2 separate regions of the Zea mays genome follow, and region 2 is linked to region 1. The links are chromatin contacts, called in public Hi-C maps. All regions are on one chromosome and are shown on one strand. Each heading gives the region's core, a stretch centred on a gene start, on an enhancer-like site or on the middle of the called end of the contact. The rest is flanking DNA. Distances are from core to core; before and after follow the strand shown.

Region 1 (5,963 bases), core at 2,042-4,541:
GCGATGGGAAGAGTTGCGTTTCATTACACGGGACACCAGGACGGGAGGGGGAAGAGGAACAATCTCATGATCTCACCTTTTTTCCTCATCTGACATAATTCTCTCTCGGCAGGTGCAACTGCTGCATCAGCCACATCATTTGATTAATCCATTTTTATGATCAGATTCCCACTGGTGGCGGCTCTCCTCTCTCTGAGAAAACCGACCCTCTTGGTACCATTTCTGCTGCTCCATGGGGATCTGCTTTGATTATGCCAATTTCCTACACATATAGCCATGATGGGCTCACTGATGCTTCAAAGATTGCGATCTTGAATGCAAACTACATGGCAAAACGTCTAGAGGTACTACCTTTTCATGACAATACATACCATAGTTGCATTTGTTACATTCATCAAATTAGTTTTCTAAAATTTACTTGGTAATGATCTTCTTGCAGAAACACTACCCAGTTCTGTTCCGTGGAGTCAACCGAACTATTTTCCGTTGAAAATACCGTCACCACAGTCTGCTATCTTCAGTTTTAGTTTCACTTTAGTTTACCTTTAGTTTCAGTTGCAGGTTATCTTCAGTTTCAGTTTTAGTTTCTCTTCAATTTCATTTTACGTGTGTACTCAGTTTCAGTTTACCGGTGTACTCAGTTTCAGTTTCAGTTTACCTGTGTACTCTTTGACGTTGTTTTTCCATTTGTCTTGTTTCCTCTATGAATACTAGTGCGCTAATTTATATTACTTTCGAAAATAGATGTGAGGCTCATTCATTAGTGCATATGCTGATCGTGGCTATGAAATAAAGTTATAAACAAATCACTATAACGCCCATTTATTTGACGTGGATAGATTCAAAACAAAACTACAACCTATATTTAGAGAGCTGTTGGAGAACTAACAATTTTGAACTCCTAAAGTTAGTTAGCAACTTCATAAATTTGTGATTTAGGGAGTTAAAATTTACATAACTATTGGAGCTGCTCTTATATCTGAATCAAATTCAGAACTGAACCATGCATCGATGCATTGCGGTCTCTAGCCGTCTCCCTAGAACTTTGTCAGGTGACTGCTTGTATAGAGCCGGAGGATGTGGCAAAGCGCTTGATGGACTATGGGTTTCACGCACCGACTATGTCATGGCCTGTTCCTGACACACTTATGATTGAACTAACTGAAAGTGAGAGCAAGGTAAGTGTCGGTGTTTCGAACCTCGCTCCGACAAGTAAATTTATTGTGCGCGTTCCGGGCTCCGGAGGTTGTGCGCGGTGGGCGCAAGATTTAAACTGGTTCGGGCAGAACGTCCCTACTTCCAGTCATCGGCGGCTTGCGCTACCGGCACCATTAATGATCGAAACTCATAGTAGGGGTTACAAGCGGGCGAGAGGGAGGAGGCTCCCAAGTCTCTTTATCGGGGTGGCAGTGGAGCTTTGAAGCTACAGAGTGGAGTCCTAGCTAAATCTTGGCTTGGTGGCGGGGCTCCGGCCTCCTGGTCCTTATCGGCGCTCCTCCTCCTCCTGTTCGCCCTAGTGGGTGCGTGTCCGAGTGAGCTCGGTTCCGTCTGAAACGTCGTCTGGCTGCCTCCGACTTGCCTGGAGGTCAACCCCTCCCTTTTTATAGGCTGGGAGAGGGGTCGGATAGCGGTGGCTTCCTTGGGAAGGAGCCGTAAGGCAAGGGTAAAACCAGCGTTCTACTCGGGGTAAAGCCACGCGTACTCGTGGGGCCCGGGGTTGCCTGGCTGTCTCGTATTTACCGTGGCAGACGGCGCGTGGCTGCGAGGGTCCCAGGCGCCATCATTTAGGCTACGCCGACCCCTGGCCTCCGTAGCCTGGGGCTCGGCGCGGCCCGTCGTGTTGCACCCTGCCAGAGGTCTGCGTGCTCAGGCCTAGTCCGATAGGCCATGAGTGCGCCGTAGGCCGAGGGGCGCGCGGACCATAAATGTGCCGCAGTCCGGGGGGGCTCGTAGGTCATGAGTGCTGTGCGGACCGAGGGGTTCGTAGGTCATGAGTGGAAAGCGGACCGGCACCCACGCTGTGGCTCGGTGCCAGGCGTGGTTAATGCGGCCGGTCATTTACGACAGGTCAGTCTGGGGCCGGGCACGGGATCCACTCGAGTGGTTCCCTTCCGACACGCCTGGCCCCTCCTGTCAGGTTCCACCACGTTCGACCCCGGGCTCGGTGCCGCGGGGCTCCACCGGGGGTGAGTTCTTTCAGGGTTGACGTATCCACCTCTTCCAGCTGACCGGCAGGCCCCAACGGCCAGGGGCTCTTCCCTCAGTGCGCTCTCTGACCGGCGGGTCCCGAAGACCGGGGATCGTATTCCCGACAGTAAGCATGTGTAGCTTTTAACCATCCTTTGCTTCCTGTTCTATCAATCAGTTAGTTGATTTCACATTAGCTTATGATATCGTACCATTTTGTCTTGGCGGGCCGAGCTGGACAGGTTCTGTGATGCTCTTATCTCCATCGGGGAAGAGATTGCAGAGATAGAAAATGGCAAAGCAGATGTGCTCAACAATGTCCTGAAGATAATGTCTCATTAGTGTCAAATGGTGGTATCAATTAGCTGGCAACTATTTGCCATATCAAGCCATATCTCTCTCCACAGTCAGCCAATATTTTTTAGTTACCATCTACTAACAATCAACCAATATTTTTAGCTTAAATACCATGATTCTAGAAGAGAAACGGTGGTGCTTAACTTGCAGTTTGCCTCTTTCATTTGATCAATTCCCCACTTCTGTTCTTAGATTTACACTCAAATCTGACACATTGTACTTGTTTTTGTCCATTTCTCAACTTCCAATGCCTTTGCTCAATTAATTTTTATAAAATTATATGAACTTCTATGACCTTTCTACATGTGTTTTTGATGGAAACGAAGCCAATTACAGTTATGTTCTACAGGTGGAAATATGTGTTGTGCTATATGGCATGCCTGATTTGCTTCTCCAGTTGTAAAGTTTTCACTTAATGTGTTCTTTACACACATGACGACTAATATGAGCAGTTCTGTTGCAGAAAAATGGTGAAATCTATTGCTATGGAGTGGATTCGATAAACATTGGAACTCAGAAGGTATATCTTTTGTTTTTTTTCATTTTCACAGGTGTGCCTCGTTTGCTCTTGTGTCATCTGTCATCTCAGATATAAACTTCCAGCACCACTCTTGTCAAAAATTGTTCTTATGTCATCTAGGTAGTCCGCTTCATCTCGAAAGTGACGTTGCTTGCATTAGGAGGAGCTGTCCATATATATCCCACAACCACCAATCCGCTGATATTTTTTCAGGACTCTACACTCTTGAATATCTTTAGTTTTAGTCAACACCTGTCATTGTCTTTCTGCTATCTATTCTTCTAGGCCAGCATTCTTTTCCAATAGTACAATTATTAGTGTGTGAACAGATTCCTTAAAATTCGATGTTTCATGTAGCTACTGGGGACGGAATTGTAATATCTCATCGTGTTTAGGCTGTATATCCATCCCTGACGTGCAGCAAGGACCGTGGCTCCATGGCCCGTGTGTGTCGTGCTATCGAGGAGCTTCGGCTCCGGAACATCACTGCCAACATCACCTCCATCGTCGGCTGCCTCATGCACACCATCTTCATCGAGGTACATCGGCAGGCAGCATGCAGCACCAGTATCAGTATTTGCATTGTTTGGGAAGCGCACATTGCTCTGCTTTTCGTGTTGAGTTTTCGAATGATTAGGATGGATGTAGGTTTGACCGAACAATTTGACTTTTTTCTCGTTTCTTTTTTATTAGAAAGGTGGAGTGAATTAATCTGATCAAAAGAAATCATTTGAAATTAAATAGTGAGATGGGGTCTGAATATCTGATGTAAAAATGGGGGTAACAATGTATTGGTTGTCGACAAAGAAATTGTGAAGTATTAAAGTCGATAATAATATATATGTTGGTCATTTTCATGTAATTGTTATGCACTAAGATTTTATTGAATATTTTGCATGCCGTCGCAACGCACGGGCACCGTACTAGTTACATATTATTTGCTTCCTGATTATCAATCGCCACTGTACCCCTCATGAAGTAGACGTGCGCGTCGTGGAATTCTCAGCCTGGAGTATCAAGAATCACATCGGAATCGACCTGGATTAGCTCTAATGCTCTATAGAAAAATAGCTCTGCAGAAAATGCTGTGTCTGACCTGGTTAAAGAACAAAATTTATCTTTCATTGCCATTTCGGAAACAGTACGTCGTTCGTTTACTGATCCGTTTTTGCGCAATTTAAGTGGAGGTAAAAACTTCTTGTGGCATTGTAAGGAGCCGGATGGTCGATCAGGTGGCATTTTGTTGGGTGTCGATTTAGATGTGTTCGATATTGGAGGGATTGATGAGGGAGAGTTTTATGTTAAGTTTACTTTGTGTAATAAGAGTGATAATTTTAAATGGGTGTTGGCAGTGGTTTATGGACCTGCACAAATGGATAAGGAGGAGTTTTTTTTTGGCTGAGTTGGTGCAGTTTACTAGTCATGTGACTCTACCCCTAGTCATAGGCGGTGATTTTAATATTCTTAGGAATCAAAATGAGAAAAACAAACCTTTAGTTGACCATCGTTGGCCTTTCCTTTTTAATGCCATAATTGATGGTCTTAACTTAAAAGAGATAGAGATGTCGGGTCGCCAGTTTACTTGGGCAAATAACCTTCCGAATCCCACTTTCGAGAAGTTAGACCAGGTACTAGTAACAACGGAATGGGATCAGAAATTCCCATTATCTTCGGTTGTTGCCCTCAACCGTGATATATCTGACCATACACCGCTGTTATTGAACTCGGGGGAAGCCACATCTTGCCCCTGCCACCGTCCTTTTAAATTTGAATTAGGGTGGTTGCTTAGGGATGGTTTTCATGACATGGTTCATGACATCTGGAATAATGAATTCAGTGGTCAAACACCCATGGAGAAGTGGCAAAACAAAATAAGAAGATTACGGCAGCATTTACGTGGTTAGGCAAAAAACACCAGTGGTGCTTATAAAAAGGAAAAGAAGGAAATTTTAAATTCGCTGGATTCGTTAGATAAGAAGGCGGAGTGTGACAGCTTGCTGGCACATGAGTTAGATTTAAAGCAGTGCCTTCAAAATAGATTAGCTGAGTTGTTGAGGGAGGAAGAGATTAAGTGGTATCAAAGAGCAAAATCGACTCATTTGCTCCAGGGTGATGCCAATACAAAATATTTTCATTTGCTCGCAAGTGGAAAGCATAGAAAGTCTAGAATTTTCCAGCTCAGGAACGGGAATGAAGTGGTTGAAGGTGATGCCGAATTAAAGAGGTATATCACTTCTTACTACAAGGGGCTATTTGGACCGGAGCCGATTTCTGAGATTACTCTTGACGAGAGCCTGGTTCACGATATTCCCCAGGTCTCAGCGGAGGAAAATTCTTACCTTACTTCTTAGTTCAACGAAGATGAAATTAGGAAAGCGATTTTCCAGATGGAGCATAATAAGGCGCCGGGGCCTGATGGCTTCCCGGCTGAGTTTTTCCAAGCCTTTTGGGACCTAATCAAGACTGATCTTATGGCTTTATTCGGGGAATTTCATGCAGGAAACCTTTCGTTATATAGTCTTAACTTCGGAACGATTATTCTACTCCCAAAATGCAGGGGTGCCCCAACTATTCAGCAGTACAGGCCTATATGTCTACTGAATGTAAGTTTTAAAATTTTTACAAAAGTACTTACAAATAGGCTCTCTGGTATAGCTGATAAGTTAATTGGACCCACCCAGACTACTTTCATTCCAGGACGGAATATAATGGAGGGGGTGATTATTTTACATGAAACGATCCACGAGCTCCATCGAAAGAAACAAAGTGGGGTCATTTTTAAAATTGACTTTGAAAAGGCCTATGATAAAGTGAACTGGGCTTTTGTGCAACAGACTCTGTGTATGAAGGGATTTTCCAGTGAATGGTGTAATTGGATTAATTCAATCATGACAAGGGG
Region 2 (5,963 bases), core at 2,281-4,780, 64 kb before region 1:
GTGTCTTTTACTTTCTTATTTTCTGGTTTTGGACGGGTAAGTCTAGCTGAGTACATTCGAGTACTCAGGGTTTATCCCACCATGTTGCAGGTGAAGATCTAGGCCTACTAAGGATGGTGGATAAGCGCCGGTGGGCTCGGCCTTCTATATACTTATCTCATCTATGCTTCTCCTGGAGGATTGTCATCGAGCTAGCACTATATTTCAAAACTATGTTATATCTATATTGTTTAAAGCTGTATTACTTTGAAATCAGATTTTTGTACTCGCTCTCAACTTATTATTTATAAACTCTTTGTAATATTATTTCCGCAGCAAAACTCCCGTATGTGAAGGTGTATTTACTTAATCTACGATCTTGGTTGTGAGTTGATTTACCAAGGTCCTCCGGGATACTCGGTGGTCTACCGGATCTATATAGGTTCAAGTATGCTAAAACAACTGTGGAAGAAGATGTTTTTGGTACTTGTGCTTTTATAGATTGGGCGGTCCCGTCACAACGGTGACACACAACATTTGTGCTCACGAGGGGTATAACCAGTCTTTGAAGTCATTACACTGTAATTATTTGTTTTACAGTACAATATCTCACATCAGAGTAGCACAAATCAGAAGCATGTTAGGTGGTTTATTTCATAAAAGTAGTTTGACTTCCAAACAATTGTACCTAGTTACATGCCAACTACAACACACTAATTACAATACCGGACTTCAACTCAAGATCATATTAATGCCTTTGTCTTCATATGGATCAACCTTACTATAAAATGGATCACACTCTTGACTATCACCAACAAAATCATCTAGGTCGAGTTAGATGGGGTCACACCTAACATAGTCATCCTCTACCAGCTCCATGCAACCAAAATTTATACAAGGAGGGATACAAAACGGAATGAGTACAAAGGTACTCAACAAGTCGAGGAATAGCAAAAAGAATGCATGAATAGCCACATCTAACTGAAGCACTGATATTGCTTCAGGTTTCCTAATTTCATTCAGGGGAAAAATTGGAGAACTAGAAGATTTAGGGCAAGAGAAAATTCCTACCTTGTCTTGCTGGTGTATACCCTTGCAGTCCTTAGAAAAGAAGCTTCTTGGTGATCTTGGAGAAGAGAGGTGGTGTTGTGCAGATGGAGTGTTGGTTTCGGCTAATAGGTATGAGAGGAGAAAGTGAAGTGGAACTCTGTAGTTCTTTTTTATTGCCCCACCCTGAACTCACGCACTGCACATCCCAAACGCACACCAATCACACACACCTACTCTGTGCACAAGCTACACCTACAACATATACCTAGAGGTCGACACATGGCCGAGAGACATGGCGACAATGGTAGCACGCACATCCGTGAGAGACAACACAGTTTGTTGGTGGAAATCGTAGACGAGCCACCGCTCGAACTCACGTACAGTTATCCTGTCGGAAGCATCATGTATTCTAGACCGGAGGGACCATTTGGAAACATATTCGTTCACTCATATACATGATCGATCTGCAACCTCTGATCGCGATTATGTGAGGTCTAGAATCAATTTAGTCAATTACGTAACGTGATATATAGTCTCATCTAAATTGTAGCGGATCTGAGAATCAGGCACCTACGCCAAGGGATAACGAAGAGAAATGACGAGGTTCACATGACAAGACAAGAAGATCGACATGAGCCCTACACGAGTCGAGAGCATATCGTCACAAGTTATGACCTGACCTGGACGCTGGATACACATTGTTGAGTCTGTGATCCAAATTCTGAAGAAGGCGGCCAAGTTGGCGAGCGAAGCGGAGGCCCGTCGCCGGGAGGCTTGGGTCGGAGCGCAGCGAGGCCAACTGGCCTTCCCGCGGCCCAGGGACGCCTGGGGGGGTGGGGGGGGCGGAGCCCCCCCCGGTACGGATCGTTTTAGGGTTTCACCCCTATAAATATCTTTGTAAGCCGCAGGAGATATCTATCTCAATTGAAAATCTCCTGCGATCTGTAACCACCCGAAAATAGTGAGAAGTTGCCTGCCGGCGCCCGTGGTTTTTTCCCCTTCACTTTGGAGGGGTTTTCCACGTTAAATCCGTGTCTCCTCTGTGATTGATCCTATTTGTGTCGCATTCATTTATAACACACATAGCAGGTAACAGCTGCCGACCACTAGCTTTGCGCGCGGTTAGTAATTGGCCCAAGCAAGGCCGGTGTCTCGAAGTAGCTAGCCTGATGATCGAGGACAACGTGGACCGCTCCTGATAGAAGGGGGGTCGCCTTCAAGTGTGGATAGTATAGAGAAGATATTTTTGGAGTTGGATCAAGTGGCCGACAGACACCTTGCAGCTTATTCGCATCATACATATTCATCTTTACCCAAAAGAAAAGGTACAAGATCAGGACCCCGTGTGTGTGTGTATATATATATATATATATATATATATATATATATATATATATATATATATATATATATATATATATATATATATATATATATATATATATATATATATATATATATATATATATAGAGAGAGAGAGAGAGAGAGAGAGAGATAGAGAGAGAGAGAGAGAGAGAGAGAGAGAGAGAGAGAGAGAGAGAGAGAGAGAGAGAGAGAGAGAGAGAGAGAGAGAGAGAGAGAGAGAGAGAGAGTACGATATGGTGTGTGCGCGCGCGCTGTTTGTGAATAATCAACTTGGTATAATAGTTCCCAAACTTATAAAAAAGGTCATCTCCGACAGTGGCCTCGCCGCCTATAAAAGCCCCAGCGGGCAAGGCACACCACCCAACAGGCCAACCATCCGATTGTCACAAACTCTCATCACAAAGAGCTAGCCAAGCATGCTCCTTGACCAAAAGCTAGATAGGCAACCATGTCGGAGGAGAAGCACCACCACCTATTCCACCACCACAAGAAGGACGAGGAGCAGCCCACCGGCCGGCGAGTACTCAGAGACCGTGGCCACCGAGGCGGTGACCACCGGCGACGGTGAGAACGAGTACGAGGGGTACAAGAAGGAGCACAAGCACAAGCAGCACCTCGGCGAGGCCGGCGCTATCGGCGCTGGCGCCTTCGGGCTGGTACGTTGTCGTCGTCCATGCAGAGCTATCGATCGATGCTTCGTTGCGCTGACCTATCACACTAGCTAGTTCACTACAGCGTGGACATACATGTCATGAACTCGGCTGATCGATGATGTTGTTTCTCTCGTTTTTGCAGTACGAGAAGCACGAGGCGAAGAAGGACCCCGAGCACGCGCACAGGCACAAGATCGAGGAGGAGCTCGCCGCCACGGCGGCCGTGGGCGCCGGCGGCTACGCCTTCCACGAGCACCACGAGAAAAAGAAGGACCACAAGGCGCCGAGGAGGCCCCCGGCGGCGAGAAGAAGCACCACCACCTCTTCGGCTGATGACCTGGCCGGCGAGAGCACCGGTCCGTCACCGACCGACCGACCGCCGCGCCGCGCCGCCTGTTTTCGTTGAGTGCATGCCTGCATGCATGTTTGACGTACGATTAACAATAAGTCCCTTCCGGACCTCTGCGAGTGAGACTGAGATGTGGGGCCGCGCGCGTCGAGGTGTTCCTGTACGCGCTTGATTTTCTCTGCATGTATAATTGCGTTGAATAAGCGAGAGCCATGTGTGGGTGTGGCTCCTCCCCTCCCAAAGTCAAGCCCTTATGTGTACCTGTGGTTCTTTGTACTGGTATATGGAGATGATGTGTTAATGTAACACGATTTTATTTATCACCTCATCCAAATTATTTGTTACTTTACCCTCGTTTGAGTCTAATTGTCGAGTTTTCTTCAATGTCTGTTGAGTAAATTTCACAAACAACCCGCCAAGATTTGGGGCTAACATAGTTCGCAAACCCTCCCTAAGTCCCCAACTATTACGCAATTCTCCCTAGGGCTAGGGGTTTCAGTCTCATTAATATATGTAGTGACATATCAGCAAAACTGATGATTTGGCAAGCTAATTAATAGGAGAGAGAGAGAGGAAATTAGTGTTTCATGGAGATGAAACACTAAGAATTAAAACCATTGCTTTGTCTTATTTATCTATTTTAATTATTTCAATTAGTTAATTAGTTAATTACTTTGTGTTTGATTCGTGCATTTTCTTAAAAGAGAGATAACATGCTTAGGAGACTATATAGTTATCGCCGTGTTATAGTTTTTCCAATCAGGTTGTTGTGTGCTTCTCCGGTGCATGTGAGACAAAGTAGAATATATTCACATATTGAAGTATTCATAGCATGATTATTGAGGAGTAGATTTGATTTATGTTTCTTTCATACATATTTTAAAAAGAGTTGATAGGCTTAGAGATTATAACCGCAACATGGTGATTATCCTAGCCAGCATGGTTATTGTACTTTCTCCCGTGCATGTGAGATGAAGTAAAAGATATTGCATTGTTCATGGCATTGAGATTGAGGGTGCATTGTTGCGATGTATCTTCAGGATTCAAGCGATGCAAAAGGCCACGAAACACAAAGACATAACTATACCTAACGCAAATCTAGAGGTTATTATAAATATTATTTAATATATTATAATGTAATGGTAATTTAAATGTATGAGGACTGATTTAAATCTTCTTTAATAATATTGTAGTGGACACTTTATATGCAATTTTAGAAGGATTGTTTTAAATAATTTTAGAGTGGGTAATTAAACTCAACTTAAAATGTTATTTTAAATCATTTTAATAATGGCAAAGTGGGTAATTAATTATAACTTTAGGGTGCTACTTTAAATTATTTTTAATAATTACAGAATGGATAATTTTTTGAAAACAAAATAGATCCAATGACTATTATTGTTGGAGGTTACTCGATGAATCGTGAGACTTTTTTGAGCATTTCTCAGATTTTATTTTTTTCCGAAACGTTTTATTTCTAATTAGTATAGAAGGGTTATTTTAAATGATATTAAATAGTGAGAAAGTATGTAATTAAATTGAAATTTAGTGTGTTATTTTAAATCGTTTTTAATAATGGCAGTGTGGGTAATTAATCGCAATTTTAGGGGGCTAATTTAAATTATCTTTAATAATAGTAGTGGGTAATTAATTACAACTTTAGGGTTTACTTTAAATCCTCTTTAATAATGGCAGAGTGGTAATTTTATTAAACATATTAGATCCTATGGCTATTATTATTTGACTAGGTGAGTGCCTGTGCGTTGCAACGGGAACATATAATACCACGATAACTTATATACAAATGTGTGTTATACTGTTATGAGAAAAGGTCCAAGAGCACCTGGTTGGCCTGGGCAACGGCGACGTCGCCGGTGTGGCAGCGCGTGAGGTCGCGCCACCAGAGCAGGCCGTCGCGGCCCTCAGAGTCGTCCTCGGAGAAGGTCGCAGCACGGGGGGCTAGCGAGGTGGGCCAGACCCCGCCGCACGCCGAGAGGAGCCTGAGGAGCAGGCCTAGCATGCTCCCGCCACATCGCCGACCAAGGCGTCCCCGAGGCGGTGTGGGGAGGACGAGTAGTCACGGGCGGTGGCTGCGGAGGCAGGGTAGTTTCGGTGGTGTGGGGAGGCGAGGGCGAGGGTCGCAATCGGCCGTGTACGAGAAGAATGGTGGGAACGGAACGGCCGAGCGCTCGAGCCGAACAGGCGGGACGGGCGGAATTGACAACGCGGAGTTCGTGGGGGAGGGCGACGACGAGGTTTCTGGGGGGGGGACGAGCGGGCGAGGACGACAATCGGGAGGATGGGGGCGAGGGGGCGCCAGGGCAAGGGCATGGCCTCGCCCCTGTGCTTGCCCTCCTTTGCCCCTTAATAATAGGAGTAGAGATATGATTTTTATGAATAATATCAATTTTCTTACTGCCTTAAATGCTCAACCTATAAATAATGCACTAAACCAAAATCTCAAACAACAGATGTTCAACAAGGAAATGATTGTTTGTGAAATAAAGTTTTGCATTACAAAGTCCAAAGGGCTATTTCTTTTAGCCGCATCATGTTTTCTCTTTAG

Evidence for each region. Hi-C and Micro-C count contacts between places; a contact is called where the count stands out from the background.
Region 2: a Hi-C map of leaf shows a contact between it and region 1, with 2.0 times the contacts expected there. The contact joins two enhancer-like sites. A contact is called at or near these places in 4 of 25 Hi-C or Micro-C datasets (ear, leaf and tassel).

The regions. Positions count from the first base shown.
Region 1 is chr6:20,117,334-20,123,296 of Zm-B73-REFERENCE-NAM-5.0, reverse strand. LOC103629080 (a long non-coding RNA gene) reads left to right here. Exons shown (of 6, transcript XR_004850077.1): 4 at 1-344; 5 at 440-3,064; 6 at 3,460-3,915. Among protein-coding and RNA genes, the nearest start is that of LOC103629080, 6.7 kb to the left of the region's middle. Within about 2 kb of position 3,291, at least 5 of the 20 cell types and tissues checked have an H3K27ac peak or open chromatin away from gene starts, as enhancers often do. A contact at or near this core is called in leaf, where this site is marked.
Region 2 is chr6:20,181,883-20,187,845 of Zm-B73-REFERENCE-NAM-5.0, reverse strand. It overlaps the pseudogene LOC103629082. Among protein-coding and RNA genes, the nearest start is that of LOC103629085, 7.9 kb to the left of the region's middle. Within about 2 kb of position 3,530, at least 15 of the 20 cell types and tissues checked have an H3K27ac peak or open chromatin away from gene starts, as enhancers often do. A contact at or near this core is called in leaf, where this site is marked.